Linked DNA regions of Rattus norvegicus: region 1 is linked to region 2. The links are chromatin contacts, called in public HiChIP or PLAC-seq maps. All regions are on one chromosome and are shown on one strand. The core of a region is the stretch at or near the end of the contact, and the rest is flanking DNA. Distances in the headings are between cores, read along the strand shown.

Region 1 (6,869 bases), core at 3,182-5,681, 140 kb before region 2:
GTCCTGCTGCTGGAGGTGATGAGAAAGGTAACCTTTTTTTTTCAACTCAGCCTCTTACAGAAGCTAAGCAATATGGATCCAGCCATGTTGGAGAACCTCCTGAGTATGGAACGTTTGCTGGGTTCCCAGGGGAGCCAAGGGATACCTCTACTGAATACCCCAAAGCGAGAGCGAATGGTACTCATTAAGACAGTGGAGGAAAAGAACTTAGAGATTGAGGTAAATGTTGGAGAAGGTGGCTGAATATTCCAACCAGCTTTAAGAAGCATTCCTAGTATCTTCAGACAGGGAAGGGTACTTAAAGAATTCAGCCTTCATCTAGTTCTGGACATTTTCTGTCTTCTGCTTGAATATTTTGTTTGGAGTTTAAGATTGATTTTTATATATATGGGTTTTATGCTGACCTTTATGACAGTGAACCACACGTGTGCAATGCCCTCAGAGGTCAGAAGAGGGCGTCAGATGCCCTGGGTCTGGAGCTGAGTTATGAACTGTCATATTGGTGGAATCAAACCTGGGTTCTCTGGAAGAACAGACAGTGTATTTATCTACTGAGCCATCTCTCCAGCCCCTGTTCAAATACACTTGACATGACTGAAGCCTAAGAAACTGAGATCAGGTAACTGGGAAGAAATACAAATTAAATTACATTATCTGAGGGTAATGAAATGGCTTAGTGGTTAAGAGCACATGTTCTGATAGAGAACCCTAATTCAATTGCTAGCACCCACATCAGGCAATATCCAGCTTCAGGGAGCCAACATCTCTCAGAGGTCTTTTGAGTACATACACAGACATGCATACATACACAAAATAGTAAATATATTACCAGAAGCTAGAGACATGACTCAGTAGTTAAGAACACTTGACTCAATTTCTAGCAACTACATGGCAGTTAATGACTCCATTTCCAAGGGACCCAACACTGCCTTCTGACCTACAAGGGCACCAGGGACTCAGTGCACAGACATAGATGCAGACAAAACACCCACACTAAAGAAAAATATATAACTTGCTTAAGTAGGCAGGCAGCTCTCTTTTTGTGAGTTCAAGGTTGGCCCAGTTTGCATACTAAGTTCTAGACCAGCTGTGGCTCCATAGTGAGACCTTATCTTTAAAAAAAAAAAAAAAAAATCTAGGGCTGGAGAGATGCTTAGAGGTTAAGAGCACTGTTGTTCTTCACAGATGACCTGGGTTCAATTCCCAGCAACCATATGATGGCTCACAACCATCTGTAATAGGATCTGGTGCCTTTTTCTGGACTGCAGGCTCACATGCAGGCATAATGCTGTATACATAATAAAAAAAAATCTTTTAAAAAAATGTATTTCATAAAACCACCTCACATTCAGAGAGGTGGTCGTGCACACCTTCAATTCCAGTACTCAGAAGTGAGAGGCAGGTAGATCAGAGTTTGAAGCCAGCCTGATCTATATCTCAAAAAGCCAAAACGAAAAACCTCTTCACATTGAATACCTTGCTTAAAGACAGAATATTCTGTCTTTAGGTAGCCCTCTGATCACTAGAACCCCCTTAGTTATTTTGAATTCTGTCTTACTGATTCTGCTGGTCCTACCTCTGTCCTCTTGAACCTCAGAGTGCTACCTGCTCACCTTCCTAATCCACTGCTTTGGGGATTGCTGGAGCTAAATCACATCTCCCCACGATTTCTTGCAACAGAGGCTTAAGATGAAGCAAAAAGAACTGGAAGCCAAGGTGCTGGCCCAGGAGGCACTGGATCCAAAGGAAAAAGAGAACACTCCCACAATTCTCCAGCCCTCTTCCTCCTGTAGTGGCTCAGTGGCTAAGCCCCTGAAAAAGGCTGTGGTGATGCCCCTGCAACGGAGTAAGTTCAGTTCCTTTTCTCCTGTCACTCATCTGCCCACTGGGACTGAAGAGGCCCTGGATGCTTGTCTGAGGGGGTTATAGACAGTGGGGTATTGGCTGGATATGGTGCCACTCAGGAGGGCAGAAGGATTACTATGAGTTCTAGATTAGCCTTGGTTATAGAGTGAGACCCTGCCTCAAAAAAAAAAAATTTTTTTTTTTAAAAAAATGAATTGAAAAAAACAAAAGCTGATGGAGGGAGGGAGCTAGAGAAGTCAGAAATGGGGGAAGCAGATGATTACTAGGAAGGGAGGGAGGAGAAGCCTGTGCCAGAGACCAGTTCTGAATTCCTCAGTTCTGAATTCCTCCTTTCAGTTCAGAAGCAGTCAGAGTCCTCAAACAAGATCCACCTCCTGAAGAAAGGCCACAAAAGGAAGGTGAGCACTACCCTGTTTTCCAGCTGGGAGCCTTTTGCATATCAGGCTGCCTCAACTTTTTTTAGGTGGAAGTAGGGGTGTCAAGTATGGATGTATCTTAGTATCTACCACTGTGTCTCCTTTCTTCTTGATGCCCCTTGCTTGCATTGGCTACTGACTGCATCTAATGTGGCCCCTGCCCTCTGAGAACTGCATTTAGGACAAGTATTTAAGAATCTCTCACATAGAATGAAGAAATATAAGATGTAAATATAATTTTCTTCCCACAAAGTTAACAGTACTACTGCCCCATTTTAAGGACATGAGCGGATGCTTTGTTTCCATCACAGGGGATCTTTGTTTTCCCATTTTCCTGTACTGGAAATTGAACCCCAGGCCTCAAGCATGGTAGGCAAGTGCTCTTATCACTGAATTATACTTCCTAGTCAGGACCGATGTGTACACTCATTCACTCACCGAATCTTTGCTGAGAAAGGAGCTAGTAATTATACAAGCCCAACAAAATCAGTGACCAGAGGGGAGAGGCTGCAGAGGGTGGATTCTGTGCCTGATTGTGGCACAGTCATCCACTGGCCTTTACTGCCATTTCTGTTACCTCATAGCTGGAGTCATCACATGAGTCAGAAGCTGTGGAAAAGGATGAGGACTACTGGGAGATACAAATTAGCCCAGAGTTACTGGCACGGGGGCGCAAAAAATTATTGCATCTGCTGAATGAAGGCTCAGCTCGGGATCTGCGAAGCCTGCAGCGAATTGGCCAGAAGAAGGCCCAGCTCATTGTGGGCTGGAGGGAGCTGCATGGCCCCTTTAATGAGGTAACGGCCTAGGAAGACAGGTGCACTGAGGTGTCCCCGTTCTTTGTCCACCTCCTTCCTATTGTTGCTGTCCCTCTAGGTGGAGGACCTGGAACAGGTGGAAGGCATCTCTGGGAAGCAGGTAGAGTCTTTCCTGAAGGTAAGGCCACCTTTGCCCTTTCTCTACCGGCCTGCATGTTGTAATTCCACCCCAGACCACCTTCGGCTGTTACATTAACGCACTTTCCTCTTCTTTACAGGCGAATCTCTTGAGCTTGGCTGCCAGCCAGCACAGTGGTCCCTCTTGACTACCAGCTCTTGACACTACCTTTTTCTTTTAAAAATTCTTGTATAGTGATGTTGTGTAAATACAGCTTTTATTCCGTGCTTGAGCCTGATTTTTGATGGCAGGGCTGTAGGGAGAACCTATAACTACCTTGGGGGTCAGGATCAAGCTCTGCGGGACACCCATTGGCGCCATGTTTGGGGAACCCCCAAACTAGGCCAAGATTGTAAATAAAACACTGGATTGGGGAGGGGACGGTGGCCTAGAAGAATCAAAAAGCTGAAGCGGAAAGCTTAAGCACAGCGACCGTTAAGCGAGCACGCGCTTTGAGTTAGCCCCGCCCCGCTGTACTCCCTCGGCGCGCTCCCCATTCTCCCGCTCAGCGACGACGTCCGTGTTATGTGCGCGTGCGCGCGAAATAACGGCCGCTGGCGGAGGGAAGTGGGGGGTGGAATCGTTCAAGTGGGGGAAGAGAAGCCGCCTAGTCTCCCGCGCGCCCACCACCTGCACCATCGCCAGCCAATCAGCAACCGTCTCGGGGGTCTCGCGCTCGGGGCGGCTAGGGCTGCTGGGTGGCTACCCCGTCCCTCCGCCCTCTAGAGTCCCTCCTGTACTTCCCCCTCCCGCTGGCCCCGCGCGCACTCGCGCTCGCGCCCGCTCCAGCCTCTTGTGTGTCCTCGCGCCCCCCGCCCGCCCTCCGGCGCGCAGTGTGCTCCGCTCCCCCACCCTCCTCCCCCCTCCCTCCTTGCGCGCCTCCTCCCCGGGTCCCCCCTCCCCCACCGCTGCCTCCTCCCGCCCCGGGGTGAGCGCGAGCCACCTCCCTCCTCCCTCCGCCATGGATCCCAGCAACTGGAGCAGCTTCATCTTCCAGGTAACAACCCCCGCCCCCCCGCCCCTGCCCCCCCTCCCACACCCCCTCCTGCCCGCCCTCCCTCCTGTCCCACACCCCCTCCGCGCGCCCGGTGCGCGCGCAGCTGTCCCCCTCCCTCCCTCGCGCCCTCCCCCGCCCTCCCCGAGGCGCCGGCTGGGCGCGCGCGCGCGGCGGGGGCCGAAGCTGCTCCCTCGCTCCCCCCACCCCGCCCCGCCAGGCTCCAACTGCCGCCACCACCGCCGCCGCCGCCCGGGCCCCCGCCCCCGGCCCCGGCCCTCGGCCCCGCGGGGCCTCTCGCCCCCACCCAGGGGGCGTCGCCTCCGCCGCCGCGCTCCGCGCCCCACAAGACGCCCTCCTTCCCTCCCTCCCGCCGGCCGGGGTGCGCGGGCGGCGGGGCGGCCCTCGGGCCATGCGTTCGGCTCGGCCCAACCCGGCCGGCCGGGGGCGGCGCCCCGAGCCCGGGCCCCGCGCGGCCCGTGCCCCCGGCTCCCGCTGAGCACCGGGGGCCCCACTGTGGCCGAGGCCATGTTCCCCGTGTTCCCTTGCACGCTGCTGGCCCCCCCCTTCCCCGTGCTGGGCCTGGACTCCCGGGGGGTGGGCGGCCTCATGAACTCCTTCCCGCCACCTCAGGGTCACGCCCAGAACCCCCTGCAGGTCGGGGCTGAGCTCCAGTCCCGCTTCTTTGCCTCCCAGGGCTGCGCCCAGAGTCCATTCCAGGTGAGTAGGGGCCGGGCCGGGCGGGCAGGCGCCGACCAGCGACCGCGGCCCACACGGCGCCTTGTCTCCGCAGGCCGCGCCAGCGCCCCCACCCACGCCCCAGGCCCCGGCGGCCGAGCCCCTCCAAGTGGACTTGCTCCCGGTTCTCGCCGCCGCGCAAGAATCAGCCGCAGCGGCTGCAGCTGCTGCGGCTGCTGCCGCTGCAGTGGTTACTGCACCCCCGGCCCCTGCTGCCGCCTCCACAGTGGACACAGCGGCCCTGAAGCAGCCTCCGGCGCCTCCTCCACCACCCCCTGCCGTATCCGCACCAGCCGCCGAGGCCGCGCCCCCCGCCGCGGCTGCCACTATCGCCGCAGCGGCTGCCACCGCTGTTGTCGCCCCAACCTCGACGGTCGCTGTGGCCCCGGTTGCATCTGTCTTGGAGAAGAAGACAAAGAGCAAGGGGCCCTACATTTGCGCTTTGTGCGCCAAGGAGTTCAAGAACGGCTACAACCTCCGAAGGCACGAAGCCATCCACACAGGAGCCAAGGCTGGCCGGGTCCCCTCGGGTGCTATGAAGATGCCCACGATGGTGCCCCTGAGCCTCTTGAGCGTCCCCCAGCTGAGCGGGGCCAGCGGGGGTGGGGGAGAAGCCGGGGCTGGCGGCGGCACGGCCGCGGTGGCGGCTGGTGGTGTTGTGACCACGACTGCCTCTGGAAAGCGCATCCGGAAGAATCACGCCTGTGAGATGTGCGGCAAGGCCTTCCGCGACGTCTACCACCTGAACCGACATAAGCTGTCGCATTCGGACGAGAAGCCCTACCAGTGCCCTGTGTGCCAGCAGCGCTTCAAGCGCAAGGACCGCATGAGTTACCACGTGCGCTCACATGACGGCGCTGTGCACAAGCCCTACAACTGCTCCCACTGTGGCAAGAGCTTCTCCCGGTGTGCAGGGGCCTCGGCTGCCCACTAGGCCGATGGTGGGGGGAGGGCAACAAGGTGGCCTATCTTTGGCTGGTGGGGAGGCGGCTCCCGTTCCTGGGGACAGGCACCACTCCCAGGGAGGAGGGAAGTGAGCCTCGTGGTTATTAGGAACAGGGGGTGGTACTTTTGTAGAAGAGGTGGGTCTTTGGGCTGAAGGAAAGTAGCCTCTGGGCAGAAGAGGAATCTTGGTTTGAGAGCTCTCCTGCCTGAGGACTGAAGCTGTGGGGAAACGCTGGGACTTTGGAAAGGAATTTTGGAGGAACCTAAGTAGATTTGAGGCACACCTCACCTTGTAGCCTTAGCCCTAACACACGCCCCCTCCCACCTCAACATGTCCTTAGGCCGGATCACCTCAACAGTCACGTCAGACAAGTGCACTCTACAGAGCGGCCCTTCAAATGTGAGGTAGGAAGCCCGCTTCCTCCTGTCCTGGTTTTCATGATTTTGATCCTCATTGTAGCTGTGTGGGTTCAGCCTCTCAGACCCCCTTTTTCTCTCTCTTTTTGCCTCTTCACTCCATTTTCACATTTCTTCTTCAAGGCCTGGTCATCTCACGCCCATTTCCTACAGATCAAAGATCCCCAAGGCTCTGATCCCTTTATCTTGCTCCCTTCTCTCTACTCCCCGAAGCTTTAACTCTCCTGTGACCCCCCACACCCTCCCCCCCAGAAATGTGAGGCAGCTTTTGCTACGAAGGATCGACTCCGAGCGCACACAGTACGACACGAGGAGAAGGTGCCATGTCATGTGTGTGGCAAGATGCTGAGCTCAGCTTATATTTCGGACCACATGAAGGTGCACAGCCAGGGCCCTCACCATGTCTGTGAGCTCTGCAACAAAGGTACATGCTAAGGGATGCTAGGAGGGCAGGGATAAAGTGGGGTTGGGTGGGCACAGAGCTGTTGGTTTTTTCACTGATTTGGGTCAAGGGTGCTGCAGCCAAGAGCTCGTGGCGTGTAGAGAACCCTTTAAGA
Region 2 (6,354 bases), core at 323-2,822:
TCAAAATCTTTGGATGTCAATCTTCTCTTGACTCGCATGCATCCTGTTACCTTTGTTGACCTTACTTTGGACTACAAGTTGGCATAGGTCACTTAAAATTTTGACCGTGTTTGCAGATTTTCTTTGGAAAATATTTGGATTTTTTGTTTGTATGCATGTGTCTGTTTTTTGTTTTTGATACTGGAACTCCATTAGGTTACATGCTCTGCAGAACTTCTGTCCTCCTATCTCACTCAGACTCTGCTTGCTGAGTACTGGAATTGTAAGCATTAAGCCAGCACTATACTTTTTAGACATACTGTCAACATGACTGTGCTACTTTGTCACTTCTTTTCTTCCGTGAACATAAATTGATGATTCTGTTTATGCTTTGGCATAAATGCTTCATGACTTTTGGCAAGTTATAAAACCCTACTGGACCTCAATTTTCCTATAGGGATTTGACCCATTGGGTTTTCCCAACTTTGGAACATCATTCTCACACTTGGGAGCTCAGGTTTACTTTAGGTACTTAGGAGTATCATAATGGTCCAGTTTCCCGCCTTTGCCCGCGCCCAGCTGCTAGCAGCCTTGCTTTACTCCTTTCAGCCTTTACCTTGCACGCAGGCGCAGACCACAGCTTTCCTTCCTAGCGCACCCCCTCGGAGCTTCCCCTAGCAACAGGCTCAGTCGCAGCGCGAAAGCGTGGCGGGCGCATGCGCTACAGCTCTCTCCAGCAGTCCTCGGATAGCGCGCTTGGGCTCCACCCCAAGCAAGCCAAGCCTTTCTCCTCGCCTCTTCCCACCCAGGATCCGCGTGGCGGGGCGCGCGCGCACTTGGGCTCCAGGGCAGCTTGTCGTCTGGGCCGCGGCAGCTACAGGCGAGGGGCGGGGCTATTTCCTTTGGACCCCACCCCCTTTGGCCCGGCGTGCATACCGCGCCTGCGCGCTCCCGCCCGGTCTCCATCTTGGAATTGGGAGGAAGAGAGAGAGGGAGAGAGAGAGAGGGAGGCCAGGACGAGAGCAAGGCTGTGGTGCGGTGAGAAGCTGAGAGGAAAAGGAAAGGGAGTGAGGCGCAGGGACGATCAGCAGCGTCTCGGCTACAGTCCTTCAGCTGTTCCGGAGAGAGAGGACGGGAAAGGGAGTAGGCCAGGGCTGGAGTGGGGGCTGTCACTCTCGGACACCAGCCTTAGAGGGGCCGTGCAGCCGGGCGTCCTCGGGGTGGGCCCCTTGTCGTGGCCGAAGACCTGGGGCTCAGGCCCCTGGGTCCTAAATTTTGGGGCTGGACCCTCGATTCTCAGATACCCAGGTATCAAGCCTTCATATATCAGATATCTGGGACTCTAGTCCTAACCTTTACAAAGCTGGGTCTCTGTTTTATAGAATTTAAAATACCTGGGGTTCAGGACCCTGTGTGCACAAATATCCGGGGTTCATCCTCAAAGCGTTCAAATATCGGACTCATTTTTAGCCCTTGCAAATATACGGGGCTCAGACCCCACAATCGGAAATCCGGGATTCAGCAACTGTCGCCCTCGAGTTGGGGGAGGACTGGACCGCGAGGTCAGATCAGGTTGTCACCCCCTCCCCTCCAGGGGAGGCTTCCCGGGCCCGCCCCTCAGGAAGGGCGAAAGCTGAGGAAGAGGTGGCGAGGGGGAAGGTCTCCTTGCCCCTCTCCCCGCTTGTCAGAGCAACTGGAGTACCCCAGGCGGAAGCGGAGGCGCTGGGGCACCATAGTGACCCCTACCAGGTGAGACACGGGTGCATGGGCATGAGTCCCTCTGGTCAGCTCCTTTCTGAGAAGCTGGGACTGGGTAGGCCTTCTCCTCAGGATAGGGAATTCCTGCTGAGCCCATGGTCAGTCTCTGGCCAGCCCTGCCTTCTGTTGCTACCTCTTCTCCCTTTCTCTTCCCTTCATTGTGTCTGGTTGAAGGGGTACCCTCAGGTGACAGAGCCTGTCATGTCACCAAGGGTCACGCCCTAGGATGCTTAGCTAATCAAATGGGTTTCCACCTTTCTAGTCTTTTCCCTTATTAATTTTTGCCTTCGCAACCGCCTCTTCTCCAAGATTTTATTATACTCTTTTTTTTCCAGACTGCTCTTAGGGTGTTGATTCCCATGTAGGTGGACTGAATGACTGACTTATTTATTTATTTATTCATTATTTATTTATTATTTATTTTGAGACAGACTTTCTGTAGCCCTATGTGGCCTTAAACTGGTGGCAGTCTTTAACCTCTCTACTGTTTTGACTACAGGTGCAAGCCACCACGCTGGGAGCTTATATTCTTTTCTGGCTTGGTTTAGTTGGAGTGTGCGTTTGTACTTGGTAATATTTTCCTCCTGCTGCATTTACCTACCTGTCTCTGACTTTGACGGTGTAAATAACCTCATATTTTTGTCAAGTGACCTAGCCTTCACAAAGTGCCTTTGCATGTATTTTTCCCATGCTACACTCATTCTTACAAAACCTCTTTTATCTTCCCATTTTACAGTTGAGAACACTGATACCCAGAGAAGTTTTTCAAGGTCACCCAGTGGCAGATTCAGAATTTAACCCAAGTCTTGTCCCTGATAAGTTACCCACTTCTTCTGAGCCAAGGCTTGATCAGTGTCCCACAGGAGAATGTATCAGGGGAAGGTTTAAAAAATGGGGGTGTAATGATCTTCCTTTTCAGAAGGAGCTTTTCCTGTGAGGAAGCTCTGGTTTGTGCTTCTTCCTCATGGGTATTTTTCTAATGTGACCTTCACTTTTATCCTGATCCCACACTTTGGCCTGTGTTCCAGAGATAGCTCTCTCTTCTAAAAAATTATGGCTTTAGTGCCTTTTCTTAGCTGTTGAGTTAGAATGAGCCCCCTCTGTCCACCCTTGCTCCCAGGATTAAAGCCTGTGTCAACTCTGGAATCAGAAGGAAAAGCCGTTTGTTTAGTGTCTACAAAGTGTTCTGAGTATAAGTGAGATCTCCTATAGTTGAATTCTGTAATCTACTTACCAAAGAGAAGTATAAGGAACTTACTTAAAGCTCTTGCTGTAGGTTGCAGATAGGATATACCTGTAAGACAGTTTAGGGATTCTTTTGCAACATGGGTTTTAGAAGGTGATTATGATTTAGCCCAGACCATGGTAATTGCCCAAATGTTATTGTAAGGAAGGGAGCCTATATGATGTTTTTACAGTGGCTGGCACTCTTCATGTGGCCTGAGATTCTGGGTTGGTAGTCTTGTTACTGCTTAAGAAGTCATGAGGGTTCCCTTGGCAAGTTGTGATGCTCTGCTTTTTGTGTGGGTATGTGGTGAGGGGTGGTTGCAACTATTGCTTCAAGAAGGGTGTCTGCCTTGAGCAGACTTAAGAGCTACTGAGAACAACCAATCAATCAATTGTGAGCCCTTCACACCCTAGGGGCCTATCAAAGACTCAAGCTCCATTTCTACCCTCTAGCTTTCGGTTGAGCTAAGGAGACAAAATTAACAACATGGACAGGGAACAATGCACCACAGAATATAATTATATGCTGAAATTGTTAGGTACTTTTAAGTAGCTAGAACTCTGCCTCAGGAGTCCAACTCTGCTGAGGGCTCTTTGTGTCTAAATTCCCATTAGTCCCTAAAAAAAAAAACCTATCCTAGAGTCCCTGTATGTTCCGGTTCTAGTACCCTGTGGCAACTTTGCTTTGGAGTTTGTTTTTGAGTTTGCTTTGGAGCTCCCACCCATCGAGGGCTGGAATGATCTGGGAGGTTCTCCTAAAACACGGAGGCTAGGCTTAGTTGCCTCCTAACAATTCTGTCCAGAACCTGAAAGGAAAAGGTCCTGTTTTGTGACCTTGGGAAAGCCCTTTTTCCTCTCTGTGCCTCAGTGACTGTCTGGAAAATGGTGATCTTGATTATGCCTTGCTAGTTTTGTATAATTGTTCTGGATGCCTGGTGGTAGCAAATCATTTGCCTTTTCAGGACCTGTTTACTTGTCTATAAAGGATAAACCTAACAACAGTGTTTATCTGCAAGGTTGTAGGAGCCCAGTGAGAGGTGATGCATGTGAGATGCTCAATGAATGTTACTTGTGACCCACAACATCCCGTTCTCATGTATGCTGCTTATGCAGTTAGACTGGACAACTAAGACAGCCCCAGAACACAAAGGCCCCCAGAGTCAGGTGCCAGTCTCTACTGTTCCTATTCTAGATGTTCTCCCTGCCACAGTGTCCCTACATTTTTTGAAAGCGAGTCTCCTTGTCCTTTCAGGCCAGTACCTACTTGTAACAATGGCCGGATTTCCACCACATCCGGCCTGACTGTTTCCTGTTCTCATCCAGTGTTTGAGAGCTTGAAGGAGGAGGTAGCCTCAACACCAAGGGATACAGGAAGGTGCCTGGAAATCACTGGACTATGAGAACTTGTGGGACAGGACATGTCCGGATTTGAGGGGAATGGCAGTATAAAGGAAGCTGAGAAATTATCGAGGGCTGAGGGGGTCGACGAGGATGCTTGGCTTGCCAAAATTACCTTTCTAAAGTTTTAGGGACTCCAGAGACCACCAACCACCACCACCCCATCCCACCACCCCCGTCCCCCATCTGGTTGCCAGGGCAACTTTTTTTTGAGCTTTGATGTTATTCCTAACACCCCCTACCTTTCCTCAGCAGTACCTCCCCCTCATCAGTAAATGAGGTGGGGAGGAGGCAGAAACCTGAGGGAGGACCTTTCTCTCCCTCTGGGCCTTATCTTTGCTCTAAGGGTCCTATCTGCTTTTTCCAGGCAAGATCCCAATTTCAGGGCCCCCAGGGGCCATCATGCCAGCTGGGGGCCGGGCCGGGAGCCTGAAGGACCCTGATGTAGCTGAGCTCTTCTTCAAAGATGACCCTGAGAAGCTTTTCTCTGACCTCCGGGAAATTGGCCATGGCAGTTTTGGAGCTGTGTACTTTGTGAGTTGGGCCTTGGAAAGGGTAAAGCAGGGCTCAGTCTTTTTAAACCTGTGGGTCTCCAGGCCTCTGCACCATTCCACCACAACAGCCCTTCCCACCCTCTCCTACTAGCTTAGCAGGTCCTTTTTCACCCCATGCCCAAGGTGGTCTTCCCCAACCTCCAATCTGCTCCTCTAGGCCCGGGATGTCCGGAACAGTGAGGTGGTGGCCATCAAGAAGATGTCCTATAGTGGGAAGCAATCAAATGAGGTGAGTCAGGTTCATTAAGATCAGGTTGTGGAGGGCAGAGGACCCTAATCTCATCATGCAACCTGGTAACCCCTTCCTCTCTTGACCTTCTAGAAATGGCAGGATATCATCAAGGAGGTGCGGTTCTTACAGAAGCTACGGCATCCTAATACCATTCAGTACCGGGGCTGTTACCTGAGGGAGCACACAGCTTGGGTGAGCCATCTCACAACTGCCGTAATAGTTTTACTTGGGTCTATCTTTTCCTGGTCCAGCCTTTCAAGTGGGCAGTCCCCTTCTGATTATATTAGTCCTCAGAAAAACCAATGAGCCAGGCATGGTGGCTCTCAACACTGAGGAGGCAGACACAGGTGAATCTCTTGAGTTCAAGGCCAGTCCTGACTACCTAGTGAGTTTTGGGCCAGCCTGGGCTAAAACTACACAGTGGGGTCCTATATCAAGAAATACAGGTTGGGGATTTGGCTCAGTGGTAGAGCGCTTGCCTAGCGAGCGCAAGGCCCTGGGTTCGGTCCCCAGCTCCGAAAAAAAAAGAAAAAAAAAAAAAGAAATACAAATAAGCATCTGTGTAAGTGCAGAAAAGGCTGACTCAGAGTGGCATAGATAGCATGGTCTTTTCTAGGCAGGTATTAAAGAGGACTCTAAAGGGGTACAGATGGGAGCAATGGGAGGTGTCTTGGAATCTTTAGGGGGTATGGATCCAGAGACACTCCCGCCACCTCTTGTTTTCTCTAGCTGCCCTTCATCTCTGTCACCCTTTTGGCCTTGCCTCAGTAGAAGATAAACAAGAACATTCTGTTTTGAGTTTTTGCTCAGGGGAGCTGGGCTAGGGGTGCCAGAATCTGATGACCTCTAACACTTGACCTTTCCTTAGCTGGTGATGGAGTATTGCCTGGGTTCAGCTTCTGATCTTCTCGAAGGTAGGTGAATCTGAAAGTGGGGAATTAGAAAGGTAAACAAGAAAGCTGTAGGAGAATAGCTTATTCCATCTCTCTGTGGACCCTCGGTTTGTTTTTTCGCTTCCTTCTACAGTGCACAAGAAGCCGCTGCAGGAGGTAGAGATTGCAGCTGTGACCCATGGTGCGCTTCAGGGCCTGGCCTATCTACATTCACACAACATGATCCATAGGTATGATGGTGCCAACTGTGGCAACAGTAGGATCCTTTGTATCCCAGTCCTCATTTTGTTGTGCTCTGATTGTCTTGGTACTG

Evidence for each region. HiChIP or PLAC-seq counts read pairs in DNA pulled down with a chosen protein or histone mark.
Region 1: an H3K27ac HiChIP or PLAC-seq map of oligodendrocytes shows a contact between it and region 2, with 3 times the contacts expected there. The contact joins the promoter of Maz here to the promoter of Taok2 in region 2. A contact is called at or near these places in 1 of 12 Hi-C or Micro-C datasets (hepatocytes) and 1 of 1 datasets of contacts at active chromatin or transcription factors (oligodendrocytes).

Annotation. Positions count from the first base shown.
Region 1 is chr1:191,062,451-191,069,319 of GRCr8, reverse strand. Maz (MYC associated zinc finger protein) reads left to right here and starts at 4,431. Exons shown (of 5, transcript NM_001110319.2): 1 at 4,431-4,932; 2 at 5,006-5,856; 3 at 6,237-6,300; 4 at 6,565-6,736. The coding sequence starts at 4,741. Kif22 (kinesin family member 22) reads left to right here. Exons shown (of 14, transcript NM_001009645.1): 9 at 51-219; 10 at 1,681-1,846; 11 at 2,203-2,264; 12 at 2,867-3,079; 13 at 3,159-3,218; 14 at 3,319-3,445. The coding sequence ends at 3,366. It overlaps LOC134483860 (a long non-coding RNA gene), which reads right to left. Exons shown (of 2, transcript XR_010060989.1): 2 at 6,642-6,861.
Region 2 is chr1:190,919,739-190,926,092 of GRCr8, reverse strand. Taok2 (TAO kinase 2) reads left to right here and starts at 1,572. Exons shown (of 16, transcript NM_022702.1): 1 at 1,572-1,728; 2 at 4,730-4,896; 3 at 5,074-5,145; 4 at 5,239-5,340; 5 at 6,017-6,062; 6 at 6,175-6,271. The coding sequence starts at 4,765.